Regions from separate parts of the Mus musculus genome. Here all the other regions are linked to region 3. The links are chromatin contacts, called in public promoter capture Hi-C maps. All regions are on one chromosome and are shown on one strand. Each heading gives the region's core, a stretch centred on a gene start, on an enhancer-like site or on the middle of the called end of the contact. The rest is flanking DNA. Distances are from core to core; before and after follow the strand shown.

Evidence for each region. Promoter capture Hi-C pulls out the DNA fragments that hold promoters and counts their contacts. Capture Hi-C pulls out chosen DNA fragments and counts their contacts.
Region 1: a promoter capture Hi-C map of liver shows a contact between it and region 3, with 2.4 times the contacts expected there. The contact joins the promoter of Neu3 here to the promoter of Map6 in region 3. A contact is called at or near these places in 10 of 39 promoter capture datasets (the C10 cell line, cranial neural crest, embryonic stem cells and 5 more).
Region 2: a promoter capture Hi-C map of hippocampal neurons shows a contact between it and region 3, with 3 times the contacts expected there. The contact joins the enhancer-like site here to the promoter of Map6 in region 3. A contact is called at or near these places in 4 of 39 promoter capture datasets (the C10 cell line, hippocampal neurons and liver), 1 of 115 datasets of contacts at active chromatin or transcription factors (bone marrow-derived macrophages) and 1 of 9 other capture datasets (liver).
Region 4: a contact with region 3 is called in a promoter capture Hi-C map of embryonic stem cells, with 2.1 times the contacts expected there. The contact joins the promoter of Thap12 here to the promoter of Map6 in region 3. A contact is called at or near these places in 4 of 39 promoter capture datasets (embryonic stem cells, liver, second pharyngeal arch cranial neural crest and 1 more), 1 of 484 Hi-C or Micro-C datasets (embryonic stem cells), 4 of 115 datasets of contacts at active chromatin or transcription factors (astrocytes, embryonic stem cells, large pre-B cells and 1 more) and 2 of 9 other capture datasets (embryonic stem cells and liver).
Region 5: a contact with region 3 is called in a promoter capture Hi-C map of adipose tissue. The contact joins the promoter of Spcs2 here to the promoter of Map6 in region 3. A contact is called at or near these places in 2 of 115 datasets of contacts at active chromatin or transcription factors (bone marrow-derived macrophages and embryonic stem cells) and 1 of 9 other capture datasets (adipose tissue).

Annotation. Positions count from the first base shown.
Region 1 is chr7:99,826,634-99,829,768 of GRCm38.p6, reverse strand. It overlaps Neu3 (neuraminidase 3), which reads left to right and starts at 1,352. Exons shown (of 3, transcript NM_016720.2): 1 at 1,352-1,611.
Region 2 is chr7:99,876,834-99,879,911 of GRCm38.p6, reverse strand. It overlaps Xrra1 (X-ray radiation resistance associated 1), which reads right to left. Exons shown (of 19, transcript NM_001164258.1): 7 at 445-542. All of the region lies in intron 4 of Gm38405 (a long non-coding RNA gene), which reads left to right. Among named protein-coding and RNA genes, the nearest start is that of Xrra1, 19 kb to the right of the region's middle. Within about 2 kb of position 1,436, at least 8 of the 459 cell types and tissues checked have an H3K27ac peak or open chromatin away from gene starts, as enhancers often do. A contact at or near this core is called in hippocampal neurons, where this site is marked.
Region 3 is chr7:99,265,807-99,268,977 of GRCm38.p6, reverse strand. Map6 (microtubule-associated protein 6) reads right to left here and starts at 1,531. Exons shown (of 3, transcript NM_001048167.1): 1 at 1-1,531. The coding sequence starts at 956. Gm26705 (predicted gene, 26705) reads left to right here and starts at 1,760. Exons shown (of 4, transcript NR_103487.1): 1 at 1,760-1,833; 2 at 2,507-2,571.
Region 4 is chr7:98,701,023-98,704,585 of GRCm38.p6, reverse strand. Thap12 (THAP domain containing 12) reads right to left here and starts at 1,339. Exons shown (of 5, transcript NM_028410.2): 1 at 1,108-1,339. The coding sequence starts at 1,196. It overlaps Gm15506 (predicted gene 15506), which reads left to right and starts at 1,658. Exons shown (of 1, transcript NR_144495.1): 1 at 1,658-3,563. It also overlaps the pseudogene LOC108167485.
Region 5 is chr7:99,857,016-99,860,585 of GRCm38.p6, reverse strand. It overlaps Spcs2 (signal peptidase complex subunit 2 homolog (S. cerevisiae)), which reads left to right and starts at 1,703. Exons shown (of 5, transcript NM_025668.3): 1 at 1,703-1,822. The coding sequence starts at 1,709. It overlaps Xrra1 (X-ray radiation resistance associated 1), which reads right to left and starts at 1,368. Exons shown (of 19, transcript NM_001164258.1): 1 at 1,356-1,368.

The DNA.
Region 1 (3,135 bases), core at 103-2,602, 560 kb before region 3:
AGGAGTCAATGTTTTTCCATCCTTTAAGTTAATATTCCATCTTTCCCTTCATCTTTTGACAAATTCCTTTATGTTTTACTTGGTTCCAACAAAAAAAATGAGTTTCAATTGTTTCTCTCCATGTGAGTTCTACTTCTGAGTATCAAGTTCACTTCAAAGAAAGAAGACCCCATATTCTTACACTGGAACTAGAGGAGGCAGCCATTTGGGAGAGAAACTCCTAACATGACTGGGATGAAATAAAAGGAAGTCACTTTGCTCCTTGGTGGACAGGGCCCTGCCCCCTGGCATCCTCACAGGCAGAGGAGGAATGGGGTCCGGCCGAATCGGCCCTGCTGTGCTGCTTTCTATCTTACTGTGGTTAGACCCACACTTGGGGGTGTGATTTCTTATATTATAAGGTGAAGGGTGCTATCATACATCTTACTATTATAAGTCAAATACAAGTCACTCCCCACAGGGTAATGCCACTATGCTAAATGTCCTAGTTCATTATGTTAACCTGGTACATAAGGAACCACTGTGAATTTTGATACCAATGTACTCCACATCTTGGTTTTTATGTTTGTTTGTTTGGGTTTTTGTTTTGGTCGTGACTTTTTCATTTTCTTTTTAGTCTCCTCTGGTAGCCTTGTTGACCTGATGGGTTTTGTTTGTTTGTTTGTTTCGGTTTGTTTTTTTGTTTGTTTGTTTGTTTGTGTTGTTGTTGTTTTTTTTTAACAGTCATTTTTAGCTTTCTTTGTCCCCACCCCTGGCTGATCTCTTAGATGCTGCAGTGTGTCAAGAGGGGCCTTTTCCTCTTTTGATTTTGGTAGGTGGGGAAGAATGGGATGGTCCTTGCGTGTGATTGTGAAACAAGAGAATGGATTCAGTACTTGGTGACAGATACATGTATGTAAATGTGTGTAGACAATATACAATAAGTTATCGAAGGTACAGGAGAGTGAACCTAGGACGTTGCACCTGCTAGGCGAGTGCTCTGCCACCTAACTGGTTTCTCGGCTCTGTTTATACTTTTTTTTAAAAATCTTGCGAGAAGGGCAATTGTTCAGGGTGGCCTTAAACTCATTTTGTAGTCCAGACAGATGAAATTTAACAGTCTCTACCACACTAGCAAAGTCCACAGCCCCGCACCACCAGGCCCTGATAAATATATACATTTTGGAACCTTTTGCAAGGAGAATGTCCAGTGCTTTGTGTGAAAACACCCCCTTCCACCTTTTATCTTTTTAGGAGTCCCCTCTGAGCCTCGGAACCTTTGTTCGACAATTAGACTGTCTAGGGAAGTTTTAGGCGGTGATACCTTCCACAGACCAATCGTTAAGGGCGTGGAGAAGCAAGCAGGGCGGGCACTGCGCGGTGAAGGGGCGTGGCCTGGCCGGGGAGGTTGACACCCAGACGCTGCTCTCAGTCCTCTGGCGCCTGCTCCCCAGCGCATTCCTTCTGCTCCTGGGATATTTGTCTCATTACTGCCAGTTCTTGCGCAGCGGTCACTGGGTTCGTTTCAGCGTCTGTGGTTTCTGTCGCTGTTATCCAGTCTCCATCGCCCCAGCTCAGCTTCAGGCCTTCTTCCGAGACTCCACGGGAGAGCCCAGAGAGCCTCCGGAGCCGGTGAGCTGGGGTGAGAGTCACCCGGAATTCGGCCGGGGACTGTGGGGACCTGCATCAGGAAGGAAGACTGAGTCAGCCAGAATCAGCTAGGACCATTCTACTTTTGCTTTCTTCCATCTAAAGCCAAACTTCAGCTGTAGTTTAGAACTGTGGGAACAAACCGAGACTGTGAAGTCTTCTTACTATAGAGGAGTTGTGGGCGACCAAAAAGGTTCCAAGGTGGAATGTTTTTGATACTAGATTTGCAACTGAGTGGTCTCCCCTAAGTTTTCCTCTTCAAACAAGGCTGACTTCAGAAGTCGTGCTAAACTGTACTCTCCCCAAGAAAGAGAATAGAGAGGACTTGGTTGGAAGGTGAGAGAGTATGGAACAGTAATTAATAATCAGAATTATCTGCTAAAGCAAACAACTCCAAAGCAGACCTGTACTAGATTCTTCTCAGCCCCTAGTTCTGAGCACATAGTTTGGGTGAATCCTTTAGGTGTGACCAGGCCACTGTGTTACCACTGTCATCATTATTATTAGAATAATCATAGTGAAAATTAATGACAATTTAATTGTTGAGGTGATGGCAGAACCAAAACTGAATTGTAAAAAGGTCAGCATTCACAATAATTAAAGACATCAATTTGTATAGTGCCTTAACGTTTATAAAGCATTTTTGAATGGTCCTGATAAGTACACATTACTAACCTTTAACAAATGAGAGCCAGTCATGGGGCCTGGCTCCTGTTAATCCAAGCACTCAGGAGGCTGGGGCATGAGAATCACAAGTTCAAGACCAGCCCAGGTGCTAAGAGGAGGTTGTAATTGATAGAATAATGCAGTGCTTAATGATGGGGCTTGGTACTGAGAACACAACAATGATGTGGTTTCATTGTGAGAACTTCATCAGTGTGTATGCACATCGTATGGCTCAGCTAGGCTGTATGGAGAATATATATATATATATATATATATATATATATATATATATATATATTCCATATATATGCCTATTGCGGCTGGAGCCATGATGAGTGAAACATGAAATGAAGTCAAACACAAGAAAAAATGGTGTCAAGAGATTCTGAAAGCATGGATTGTGTGAGGCTGCTGCCAGCTAAGGTAATATGCTGTTTCACTGTAAATGTTTGTAAGTTTGTATTCCAAGATAATAACAAAGTGTAGTCTAATGAATGATTGCAAGCCAGTAAAGTAGCTTTTTGTCATTTCAAGTTGTATGAGCTGTACATAGATATTTGTATATGACTGACATCACAAACGTGTTATATGTCTGGGCTGTGATACTGGTGTCTAAGATGTCTGTGGGTGATGGGAACTTTAACACAATTAGAATCTGTGGGACCACCACACACACACACACACACACACACACACACACACACATATTCAGTCTAGTATTACATTGTATATAGTACATGACTACTGTTCTACATCAGTTTCAGGAGTCAGAAATAATGTGCCCTGTTTGGCATGGTGGCACAAACTAACTAACACTCAGGAGCCTAAGGTTCTAGGATA
Region 2 (3,078 bases), core at 187-2,686, 610 kb before region 3:
GCTCACTGCACCCTGCTTTAAAGCTGGATTCAAGCTCTCTAAACACCTAAGGAGATATATCTCCCATGAAACTCTTCCTCCTATGATACTCCGTTTAAACTCACTTTTCTATAGATTCCTCTGAATATGAATGACCCTTGGCACTTACATTCCAGGGTCATACACCTTGGCCATAATTACCTGTCTGCCATCAGTACCACTAACACTATTACCTTCACCACCATCACCACCACCATCCTCCTCCTCATCATCATTATCATTGTCATCATCATCATCACCACCACCACCATCACCACCATCTTCTCCAGAGGCCAGAAGCAAGAAGCAAGAGCCTAGCAGTGAAGGCCCAGAGAACCTTTGTCCAAAGTCATAATCTGTCGAGATGCCTATACTCATTCTTACAGGGGAACAGGTAGGATCAAAAACTTCCTACCTCCAACTTACTTCCAATGTCTTGAAGTCTCCATATTTCACGTAGACCATCTTGATGCCATTGAACGCAAGCTCCAGTTCCTTTAGAACTGGAAATGTGTGAAAGACATCTACATGGAAACGGGGGGGGGGGGAGAGAAAGAGAATAAGAGAGGATCTTGAGCTTGGAAAGGCTTACAGAGGAAGATGCTAATGATCATTCACTGAGCTTCCAGCTGTGGGCGATGCTTTATGTTGCAGACCTCAGATCTCTAACCATAAGGTTGGAGAGATGGTTTGGAGGTTAAGAGAATTCCCTGCTCTTGCAGAGTATAGTTCAGTTCCCAGCGTCCACCCTGGGTGGCTTCCAACTGCCTGTTACTTCATCTCTAGGGGATTCCAAGAAAAATTTAAACCTCTAGCTACTTCACTAACAAGAATCCATTCATCCTATCACTGAGGAAATGACATCTCTGGAAGGCTAAGTGACTTATTTGAAATAAGGTGGCTGGTAACTGGGAAAACTAAGGCTCGAATGTTAAGTCTGTTCAAATGGAAGGCCTGTCCATTTAAAACTGATATATATTATTTTCTCTTCCCAATCCAGGGGCCAACCTAAGGGTCTTGTGCATGCTAGGCAAACTCTCTACCACTGAGCCACACTCCTAGATAACCTCTGATTAGAGATGCTAACATGCTTACCCCAAATAGTCAAACATCACGGGGAAAAATGTTCCTTTAATCCCAACATTTAGTGTCAACTGTTCAAAATTTTATGTATATACCTAATATTTTTCTCATGTATGTATTGAAATACAGTTTTCTTCTTATAAAAACAGAATACATGCTGTACAGTGGCTTTTCTCCTTTCACAGTTTGATGTGAAGATTATTCCAGGTTAAACTTGTCCAGCATCTTAGTTATCTTTCTAGTATAGACATGCACTCGCTTTTCCTGTTGGTAGTGTGTAACCTATGTGGGAGGGAGGTAATCAAGGACTCCTTCTTGCATGACAACTGGATCTTAGATTCACTTTCTAGGCCTGTTTCCCTGGTAACCTAAAGCACATGCTATGGTAACTGTGTTACTAGGCAACTATTGCTTGTGGTAAAAATGACTGCAGAGTGGAAAATTATGTCTGGACCAGGAGAAGGTATAAATTATAAATGCCCGAAGGGGGTGCTTCTCTTTAAGTGGTGACTCCTAGAATCAGACATGTCCTTCATGGGTATTCTGTAATATAGACCTATGGAATGGCACATTGGTTCCTGTGTTGATGAGATTTCCAAACAAGGGTGATCCCTGCATTTACCCAATGAGAGTTTCTGTCCAGCACCCAGGGTGACTCTTGGCTAGTGGACAACCCTGCAAGAGAGTCAACCATGGGAACTCCACTGTAGGACTCCTGAAATCCTACAGGAACACAATGTAGAATCACTTAGAAGCTTCTAAGTGAACCTGGTGTACTATGTAGCCTACAAGAGCTTGAGAGTCAGGAGGCTCAGTAAGGTCAAATAAGACACTGACTGGGGGAATTCCCTTGGGTAAGTCTCTTTCTGTGGAATATATTCCTAGAAACAGAACTACTAAAGGCAGTGACTATCTCAACTTTTAAAAGATTTATTTATTTACTTATTTATTATATGTATATGTTCCTGTGTGACACTGTGTGCAGTAAGTATGTGCAGAAGCCAATGAAAGTGAGAAGAGGTCACTGGATCCTCTGGAACTGGAGTTACAGGTGGCTGTGAGTGGCCCCCATGGGTGCTAGAAATTGAACCCAGGTCCTCTGCAAGAGCAGCAAATACTCTTAACAGCTGAGCCAGATCTCCAGCCTCATCTTAAATTTTAAGAGACATTGCCAAATTTCCTTTAAGGACTCACACAACTTTCTTATATTTGACTTTCACCGAGAGTCTCCCTTGACTACGCAGGGCTGGCTGTGGTTAGCATCTTTCATACTTGCCAATATTTGATGGACATAAAACTGTGTACTGGTGTTATAGGTGGCTGTGAGTGACCCCCATGTTTTTGTCCTTAATGAAGCTGGGCATTTATCAGGCCTTTTGGCCTGTTTATACCAAGGCATTCCTAGCAGAATACACTTTCTTCTAAGGCAAGGATCTTATTAGATGCTTTGATGGACGCTATCCTCCAACTCATTGAAACAAACTCATTGACACACCCCTTCTAGAACTGTCTCTGGGTATCCCCAGCCTCATCCCTGCCCCTGTGATTCCCATCTCTTCCCAGATCACTCTCTCAATCCCCTTCACTCCCCATCTCAAGCTTCATTCCCCTCCCATGGAAAACCCCTCCTCTCTGAGATTCCCTGGTTAAAAGCCTTCCACGCCTCTTCTGTCTAGAGGACTAAGCTCAACTCTCAAAGCCCTTGATAATCAAGCCCTTGCCAGTGCATCTAGCCTCAGTTTTTCTCCCCATGTATGCCTTGTATACAATCTTCCCAACAAGGCAGTATCATTCCACAGCTGCCCTTCAATCCAAAGCACCGATTCCTGAGTCAATTTCTTGTGTGTGTGTGTGTGTGTGTGTGCGCGCGCGCGCACGCGCACATGCAGGTGTCAGAGGACAGTTTTTCAGGAGATGGTTCCCTTCTTCTATCATGTGAGTCTCAGGGATCAAATTCAAGTCACCAAGCTTGGCAGC
Region 3 (3,171 bases), core at 282-2,781:
GCCTTTCCAGCTGCAGGACCACCCTCCTGGGTCTGGGATTGGGCTGGGGGCAGAGGCTTCTCTTCGTGCCCTTCGCTGCGAGTCACCATCCATGCTGGCCCTGCCTTCCTGCGTGTGTCACGCTGATCTGCACCGGACGCCTTTCCAGCTGCAGGACCACCCTCCTGGGTCTGGGATTGGGCTGGGGGCAGAGGCTTCTCTTCGTGCCCTTCGTTGCGAGTCACCATCCATGCTGGCCCTGCCTTCCTACGTGTGTCGCGCTGGTCTACACCGGACGCCTTTCCTGCCGCCAGCACCCCGGCTCCTCCAGCACCCTCCGGGTCCCGGGCATCAGCAGAAAGTTGCATGGGCCCGCGCTCTTGGCTCTGAGGCCGACGCTTGGGCACCCCGAGAACAGGTTGGGAAGGCTGCGAAGTCGCAGGGATTTGCACCGGCTTGGGGATCCAGGGATGGTCCCCGCGCCGGGGCAGCGGCCAGGCGCGGAAGTCCTTCTGGTACTGGGTCTCGCGCTCGAAGGGCGCGTCGGACGGCTGGTACTCGCTGCGCGGCCGGCAGCTTGGCTCGGGCCGCTGCACTTTCCAGGCGCGGTAGTCCTGTCGCATCACCGAGTCCGCGGGGCCTGAGCCGGAAGTGGAGGCTGAGGCCGCGCCCAAGCCCAGCCCGCTCCGGCCGGGGGCGGCTACAGTCTCGCGGTCGACGCTGGGCCCGGGCGCAGGCCCTGTTGCCCGGGCAACTGCATCCGACTCTCCCTGGGCTGGCTGCGTCTCTATGGCGACAGCACGCGAGGGGGGCGCTAACGCGGGCTGCAGCGGAGCTGGCGGCTGCGGAGGGGCGCCTGGGTGTTCGGTGGCCTCCGAGTACTTGGTGAAAACCAGCGGCACCGCAATGTCCGCCTTGTCCAGCTGGTTCCAGAAGCGGGCGATGCAGCAGGCCCTTGTGATGCACGGCCACGCCATGTTAGCCACAAAGCCTTTTTGTGGTCCTAAATCAAATCTCCAATCTCCCTTTAACCCCAACCCAGACCCGCCAATGTGGTTCCCACCGCTTCCTTCCCTTAGAAGCCCTTTGCCTCGTCCTCCACCCTCAAAGAGCACCCGGGGACAAGGTACCGCTGAGATAAAGTCCGTAAAGTCCCTCGATTGCCGGCTGCAAACGCCTGCTGCAGAGGAGCTGCTGTGGGCAGTGAAGAATAGGAGCGAGGCTCAGCGTCCCAGAGTCCAGGCCTAGGGCGTCTGGGCGCGCCCTCTCTGCGACTGCGGTGTCTAGCAGACCCCGGCAGAGCAAGGAGATGCTTGGCAAAGAGGCTGTGGGCTTAAGCCATGGCGCAGGGAAGGATCCGCAAGCAGGCTTTTATCTCCTTTCCGTCTGGTTCAGCCGGCCGCCTAGCGAGGCTTGGCAGCGGTCACCTCCAACCCAGACAGAGCAGAGAGCAAAACGGCCTCTATCTATACCCCCGGTGATGCCGCAGCCGCTGCCGCTGTCGTCTTCTGCTGCAGAGAGGCGGCCCCACCCTTTTTTGCGGCTCAGCAAGGGAGGTGGGGTGATCAAGAAAAGATGCTGAGAGTATGCGCGCTGCAGAAAAAAAAAAAAAAATCACCTGCTGTCGTCAGGGCGCGCAGCTGAGAGGTTGCCCTCTCCCTGTCCCCTCCTCCCTTCTCTCTGGCAGCTCCTCCCTTCTCTGTTCCCAGGCAACAGCAGAACTGGGTCCTTGATAGGTTCAAGTCCCAAGCTCCTGAGGACTTGCTGTCCTTGAGTTGCCAGCTTCATGTCCTAGAACCGAGTCTCCTCTCTTTCGTAAAATCGCCCCAACCAATGAATACTAATTTTTTAAGTGTAAGACCGCCCCGCCTCCATGAAATGTCTGTTTCAGACTAGATGCTTTGGCTTCTTTTAAAAATCTTTTTTACTTTTTTTTTTTTTTTTTTGGTTTTTGGCTTTTGTTTTTTCGAGACAGGGTTTCTCTCTGTAGTCTTGGCTGTCCTGGAACTCAGTCTGTAGACCAGGCTGGCCTTGAACTCAGAAAAGCCGCCTGCCTTTGCCTCCCAAGTGCTGGGATTAAAGGCGTGCGCCACCTTTTAATTATGTGCTTTTGTCTGTGTGTGGGTATATGCACATGGGCTCTGGTGCCTGCTGAGGCCAGAGGGTCAGAAGTAGATTTCCCTGGTGCTGTGCAGGCGACTATGAGCTCCCACCCCACCCCCATGTGAATGCTGGGACCCGGACTTGGGTCCTCTGGAACACCAATACAAGTTTTTAACCACTCAGCCCCTGAATAGATACTTTAAAAGGGAGAGCTGCAGTTAATTGGTCAGCTATCAGGCTGTACTTATGCTCCGTGTTGCTGGTTCTTGACCTAAGCCTATGTGTACAGGGCTTCCCCAGTTGTATGAGATTGGGAGAGGCCGGCCTGGGAGAGGCCGGCCTAGCCATACTCTGGCTGTTCCTTCTTTAAGCAACTGGGAAGCAGTGAGTCTACTCTCCCAGGATAAAATTGGTTCTTCTCCAGCCCAGATGCTGCACTGGGGGAAAGGGAGAAAAAGGAAGATTCTGGAAAGAGACCCAAGGGAGGAGGTAAGCGGCTGGATGAGAGACAGTTCCCTAGGAAAAGGGAGACCTCTTTGAGGGGATTCTCGGTTGTGTTTCTGCCTTCTTTTCTACTTTGGGGTTGAACAGATTTTGGAATCTAATGGACCTGCTTTGGCTCTGATACTCTCTTTGTGACTTGGGTTGTCTCTGGGCTGCAGTCCCCTGGGTCGGGGCGGGGGGTGGGGGGGTGGGGGGGGAGGGGTAGTAGAGCTAATAAATGCCTCGGGGTGGTTTCATGAGGAAAGTTAAGCACCCAGAGCAGAAGCCTGGAGTCCATACTCAGGGATTTGGATCCTGGCTTCTGCACTTTTGGCTCTAAGGCATAGACAAATTGTGGCAACCTCTGACCCTTAACTTTGTCTCTGAGCAAGGGTATCTATTCTGAACTTACAAAGTTTTTCTGAAGACTGAAGTGACACAATTCACAAGAAATATTAGCTGCAGCTCCTGGCATATAGAAATGGCTTCTTCAGCAGAACCTGTTAATATTCAAAAGCTTATCCAAAAGTCTCACAGGCAGAGCCTCCCAGATAAGCCACTGAGAAGCCTGCTACTTGGAAATCTGCTACTTCACAAGGAAAAGAA
Region 4 (3,563 bases), core at 90-2,589, 560 kb after region 3:
TCTCAATTCTCCCTGCCTCCTCAGCGCTGGGATAACAGACAATGTCCACTGCTCAGCTCCCTGGCTATGCTTTTTTCTTTAATCTGCTCTGGTATATGCACGAGCGTTTTGCACTTTGAGCATACCTGGTACACAGGAAGGCCAGAAGAGGTTGTGTAATCCCCTGGAACTGAAGTCACCTAATGTGGGTATAGAACCCAGGCCTTCTGCGAGTATAAGTGCTCTTCAGCATTGAGCTATCTTTCCACCTGTTCCCTAGCTAAAAGCCCTTCCAACCCCTGCTGTATTTTTCTTCAGGATATTTTTCATTATTGGACACGGTATTATAAATATTTTACTTGCCAATTTCCCAAGACTTGAATGTAACCTCTGAGAAGAGGGATTTTCATTGGTTCATGTTACCCACTCTCATACTCTGACCAATTTCTACCAACTGTCGGCTTTCAATAAATATTTGCTCAATTAATATCATGCTATATTCAGCGCTCGTTGATAGATCTGCTCTCTCTCTCTGTGGATTAGGTGCTTTCTGCCGTCCGTGACAAAATTCACTCGAGTCTCCAGCACCTGACATGAGTACTTCAAACATGGTTAAGCACTGATTTTTAAACGAATGAGCCAACAGGAGAGCTCTGAGAACTACCTGCAGTCTATCACACTAAGTCCCTATGATTCTCAGACTACGTCCCAGATTATAAACTACCCCAAGGAAAAGTGAAGTTGCAATACCATATTCCCACGCCCTCACACTTGTCCTCTGTGGTCCCAACAACCAAGGGAGACAATGAGTAACGGTCGGCATTTGAACACTGGGTTGACAAGTCCGAAGGAGGCAGTTGTGACCTGATTTAAGATCAAAGAAAGCGGCTCGCCTCCAAACAGAAACACTGTCCTAGAAGAGACCAGTGACGCGGGGGAAGGCAGGGCCCCTGGGAACACAGCCCTGGAGAAGGGTTACTTCTTTGACAGCTAAGGAACCGCGTCGGACCACCAAAGGCGCTAAGCGCCCACTTCATCCGCCTTCGCGCCCCCGGGTGGCACCCACTGGGCCGGGTGCCCGCGAGCGCACGTGCGCGCAAGTCCCTGAAGCTTCCGCGCCCCACTCACCTGGCCGGGTCCCGCGGGAACCTGAAGAAGGCCAGGTCAGACTGCGTGCTCTTCCGTGTGCAGTTGGGGGCAGCGCAGAAGTTCGGCATGGTCGTCCGGCCGCCGGCCGGTCCAGCCCTCCCCTCCCCGCCTCGTCAGGGCAGCGCGGCCGCCCCGCGGGGCCGGGGAGGGGAGCTGGGCCGGCCGGCCGGCTCCGCAAGGCCGCGCGCGGAGGAGGGGCTGGCGCGCGAAGCCGCGAGGGGCAGGAGGGGCGCGCGGGCCGAGGCTGGGCTGGGGCCGCGGCTCCACAGTGCTGTGTGCGGCCGGGAGGATTTACCGCCGCCGCCGCCGCTGCTGCACCTCCAGCCCGCCCGGGACGCTACCGCCTCCTTCCCACAATGCACCCTGGCGCTGGAGGGTGCCCTCTCTTCCCTCAGCTATCCGCCCCCGCCCTCTTCGCAGGCGACCGTCCCTGCGGGCGGGCATGCGCACTCGAGAGGGTCGGGCCAGCTGCGTAGTCTCAATGCACATGCGCACAACCCAACCCGCGCAAGGAAGGAATTGCGCATGCGCTGTAGTCTCCCCGGGACTGGCGAGCGCAACCCCGGGTTATTCGGGTAGGTTTGCTGTGTGCGGGTTCCTGCAGATCCAGGGCAAGCTAGAACGTTACTTCACGGCTGCGTCTGCCCGGCTTGTGTAAAAGTTGTCACGGTTCATGCGTCCATTGCGTGAGTCACCGTAGACTCTTAAAGGCAACAGATTCGGGATGACCCTTGCGATTGCTTTGAAACAACTCGCGGGTTGAACGCAAACATGAGTTGTAGAGGATTTAATTTTTAACCCGTTTTGCCTTCCGGTTACTCTGTGACCGAATTAGTGCTAGATTGCTAGCCGCACACCTTGACTAGACGCTAGGGTAAAAGCTCAGAAAAGCAGTAACTTCCTTGGTGGTTTCCAGAGAGGCAGGAATAGTGCAATGATTAGGCCAGCAGCACCCTAGAGATTTTTACCTCAGGCTTCTCACAGTCCTGGCCTGATAACGTTCCTGTATGGTTTTGTTTCAAAATGAGTGGCCGCTATTTAGAACAAAGTATCAAATTTTGCGTAAAATCGAACACGTCTGCAAGTAAGACCCACCACTTTTGAAAGAAGCGTATGGGGGTGAAGTGGTGTCGAGGGCTTGAGTATTTGACTGGCACAAAAGGTTTAAAGAAGGGTGGGAAAATGTCTGAGATGATCCATGAAGTAGTCGTCCAGTCACCCACAGAACGGATGCAAATATCCAAAAGGTCACGGACTTTGTGTGAACAAGCAGTTAACAGTGAGAAGGATGGCTGAAGAAATTACATTTAGAGAAAGAAACCATTAGATTCATTCTGAAAGGAAACCTGAACACGAGAAAAACGTCTGTCAAAGCTATAGCAAGTATTTTGAAGGATCAGCCTGAACTTGGGGAAATTTGAGTGTCCATCTGGTCATTCAAAGGAAATTAAGAACGCTAGTTTATAGGTGAGGGAAAAGAGGACAAGTTCTGAGATGTGGAGTTAGCTGCAGCAGAGTGCTGATGAGGAAATGGCTCTGCCTGTGTAGAATCCCAGAAGTCGGGCCCCTGCCAGCCACCTTCTGCAGGGAGCATGCTCAGAGAGTAGGAGATCTGACGACTGCTACGGTATCAGACATGGAGATGCAGCGTTTGGAGTTTGCCCAGCTGGTTTCCTGTCTTGCTATTGGGATTACAATAAAGTGATTGGATGAATCTCAGAAGAGACTTTGAACTTTTTTTTAAAAGATTTTATTTATTTATTTTATGTATATGAGTACGCTGTAGCTGTCTTCAGACACACCAGAAGAGGGCATTGGATCCCATTACAGATGGTTGTGAGCCACCATGTGGTTGCTGGGAATTGAACTCAGGACCTCTGGAAGAGCAGTCAGATCTAACCATTGAGCCATCTCTCCAGCAACTCTGAACTTTTAACATTGTTGAGCTGCTATAGACTGGGGACTCTGGAAATTAGACTAAATGTATTTTGTATTATGCTATGTTTAGCTGTGGCCCTTATAGCCTCATATGTTTGAACAAGTCTGTGGGGGCCAGGGAGTGAAATGTGATGGTTTGTATGTGCTTGGCCCAGGGAGTGACCCTATTAGGAGGTGTGGCCTTTAGCAGATGTGTAACTGTGGGTGTGGGCTTAAGACCCTAACCCTACCTGCCTGGAAGTCAGTCTTCCACTAACAGCCTTCAGATGAAGATGGAGAACTCTCAGCTTCTGCACCATGCCTGCCTGGATGCTGCCATGTCCCCGCCTTGATGATAATGGACTAAACCTCTAAACCTATAAGCCAGCCCCAATGAAATGTTGGCCTTTTTAAGACTTGCCTTGGTCATGGTGTCTGTTCACAGCAGTAAAACGCTAAGACACCCAGCAGTAGTCAAACAGCAGCAGGATGTCTCAGGTTTGGGGGAAGAGGAATTA
Region 5 (3,570 bases), core at 454-2,953, 590 kb before region 3:
CAGGAATAGACCATAAGTCCCAGAAAGTAGGTCATAAGGCACCAGCTCTAGGAACAGACCATAAAATCCAGAACAAGATCAGAAAACCCTCTCCCAAAGAACAGCCTGGAGATAACCACAAAAATAGGAAAATATCTGATCTCAGAATGGGCCATTTGCACTGGTCAGCCCTATTTCATCACACGATTGAATGCTCATGACATGGGAATGTAGACTTCTGATCACCTATGACCCCCCCCACCCCCACCCCCAGCACCTACCAATGAAATTTTAGATCACCTAATCCTTCTAGAGAGTTCCCTCAGTTCTCTATAAGAAGGCCTGCATGCGTTTATCTGGGGTCACCATTTCAAAGAATGGTTGGCCCCTGCATGCTGGTGTTTCTGCAGAATAAATGCTCTTTGTTTTTGTATACTCTCTGAGCCTGGGGTCTTCTTTCAGTGATTTTTGGACCCTTACAACTGGAGTGGCCAGGAATTGCTTAATCGAGGATGAAATCTAATCTGCTATTCTTTAGTGATCATGTGAACATAGCCTTGCCAAGAACATTTTGTCTCTTTCATTCAGAGGTATATTCTAAGTGTGTAGAACAGGACTGAGTACATGCTAAGCGATTCAGAGGCTGGGCATGGTATTATACACCTTTGGTTCCAGCACTAAGGAGTCAGAGGTAGGTGGATCTCTGGGAGTTTGAAGCCAATTTGTCTACACAGTGAGTTTCAGGACAGCTAGACCTAATGGTGAGACCCTGTCTCAGAAAAACAAAACAAAATGTCTAGCGAATTCAGTATCTGGCGGATCATCTGTACACATATGGAAAATATGTAGGTATAAAAACTAAATAATGCAATGTAATATGGCATAAAGTGATATTACTATGAGATATCCCAGGTCTATTTTCCTTATATGCCTTAGTTTCAGTGTCAAGTTTTTTTGGTGCTCAATATTTTTTTCTCTCAATATTTATAAAAATCACATTGTCAAACTGGAAACATGCTTTTAAGTTTAAAAAACTAAAAAGTTGGTTTTAAGTGTGTTCTGACTTATGCTCTCTGGCTTCTGAAAAATTCCTTTTCTTGTCTATACAGCATTATCCTGAGACAGACACAGAATGGGTGGATGTAAGTGCATGTAGGGCACTGCCTAGCACACAGTAGGCACTCAATAAATGATAGTTCTACAGGAAACATTACTAACAGCTGAGATTATGGTTACTTCGGAGAGAATAATCGAGCTGATATTCTACCTTCAGGGACAGAAAGGGGTGAAGAGCAGGCTCTACCTCCCTTCTTAGGACACAACATCTGGGGCTGGAAAGACTCATAATTCAAGCAAAATTAAGTTTCCAGCCACACCTGCCTTCGGCGTCGTTTCCGCCTCCGAAGAGCCCGCGGAGGCGATGTCCCTGTCAGGCGGAGTGCACGCCTGCAAGCCTCACGGGAATCTCGGAGTCGCTCCACGGTGGCGCTTGCCACAGCCTTCCCCACCCACTCCTTAGTAACCGCGAGGATGTGGCTAGCAACGGAGGCGGCAACCGGCGACGGCAGATTCTAACTACAAGTCCCGTCAAGCCCCGCGGCCTCTTTCAGCCCTCATCAGCACACCAGACTACGGATCCCGATGGGCTCTGCGCTGCCTATCACATGAGCAGCTTCAGCCAATCGGCTTCGGACAAGTCGTATGGGAGGGAGACACGGAGGGAGACAAGATGGCAGCGTCGGCGTCGCAGGGTGGGAGAAGCGGCGGTGGCGGAGGCAGTAGTGGGGCTGGCGGCGGCCCCAGCTGCGGGACAAGCAGCAGCCGCAGTGGTTTGTTGGATAAGGTGAGGAGCTTAGTCCTGGGGACAATCTAGAGCCCGGGGAATGCCCAGGAGCTGGTGAGCCCAGCTTCCCATCCCCACCCCCTTATTTTCTGTGGCTCCTTGAGCGCTCCTCCGTAGCACACGAACGCACACTTGTAACTTGCCCTCTCTACACGTTGGAAAACAATCCTTCCCTTTAGTCGTCTCTTTAAGCAAGTGCTGCTGGTCCCTAACCGCCACCGCAGCTTCTCGTAATTATGGCAATATTTCACCATAATGATCACGTTTCTATTGTGCTAGGAGGGCCACTCTTGAAAATGCCCATAACATCAACGTGGAAAATGGAACTTCTAAAGAAATTGAAAGAATCTCCTCGAAGTCAGTATTCCCCAAACCCTTCCACCATCATCCTCGCGTGTTGCTACAGAGCCCAAAGAGTTCCTTGGCCTTTAAAGTTTTTAAGGGTTTTTTTTTTTTTTTTGGTTTCTTTTAATTTTTTCATGATATGTCAAATAATGAAATATTCGTATGTTGACTTCCCTTGCTGGTCTGATAGGAAGCCTTAAGATTCTTTGTCCCTCTTGGGTTCCCTGCCTTTCTCTTCCCCTGCGTGGCCTTTTCTGTCTGTACCAGCTGACTGCTTTCCACTCTGCCTACACAATTTCTAAAGAATTTCACGTCCTTGTCCATAAGGGCTTAAAGGAAAGAGTCAGGGGAGGAACGCTGCTCCTGGATTGACCATCTTGCCCCTTGCACAGCAACTTGCAAGAGACAGTTGCCTGAAAAACGGGCCTGGCATTAGTTTTGCCTCTAGCTCTGTGTCCTAAAATGTGCCTGTTCTCCTTATTGCCTTCCTTATTCTGTAGAATGAGGGGTTTAGTCCAGCATACCTTCTGGCCCCCTTCCAGGGTTGTCCTTCCCAGCTGATGTGATGAGGGTGAAGCATGGTGCTTTCATATAGTAAACCACTTTTCTTGAAACATTTTAATCGAAATGCTCTATTACTCCTCTGTGTGGAACAGATGGCTAGGGCTTAAGAGATGGATGCCTGATCATCCCGCATTTGTGTAGCTTCCTACATGGTAGGCAGCACTCCACCACTGACCCACGTCCCCAGTTCCCCTTGTCTTTTGGAGGGTCCTTAGAGTCAAGTTTGAGACAGGGTCTTGCTGTGTAGCTAAGCTGGCCTGGACTGGAACTGGCTTTGTGCAGGATCCAGGGACCAAACTCGGCTTGTAAGCCTTGAGCCATCTGTCTGGTCCTCAAGTCTTTCTTGAGGAAAGAATATGATAGTGCTTAAGATTTCTTAGTAGGCTTACTAGAAGGGTTTAAGTAAACTTAGTGAAAGGTAGGGTTAGACTGGAGAAAGTTACTTAGGAGTGGAATGTAAAGAGACTATATAAAGTGACTTGAGGAAGGTTATTTACATAGCTCAATGAACTAGACCCAATAATAGTGTATAGTATATACTATACACTAATATATAGGATTTCTTAGAAGGGTAAGTTTGAATTCTAGTGTAGCATAAAAAGCCCTGGATGACTGCTCATTACTGAACTTGTATTTCTTTACCACAATAAGCATTGTAGGTATTCTCATTATAGGCTCATTATAAAGATCAAATTATATAATACTGGTAATGTTAAGATCTGTATAAAAACAGAATGACAAGATTCTCCAACTGGGATATCAGAAAGGTAGAGTGTTCTCACAGAGGGACATTTGGAAGAGTCTTCATTTTGTTTTGTTGATACAGGGCCTTACTGTGT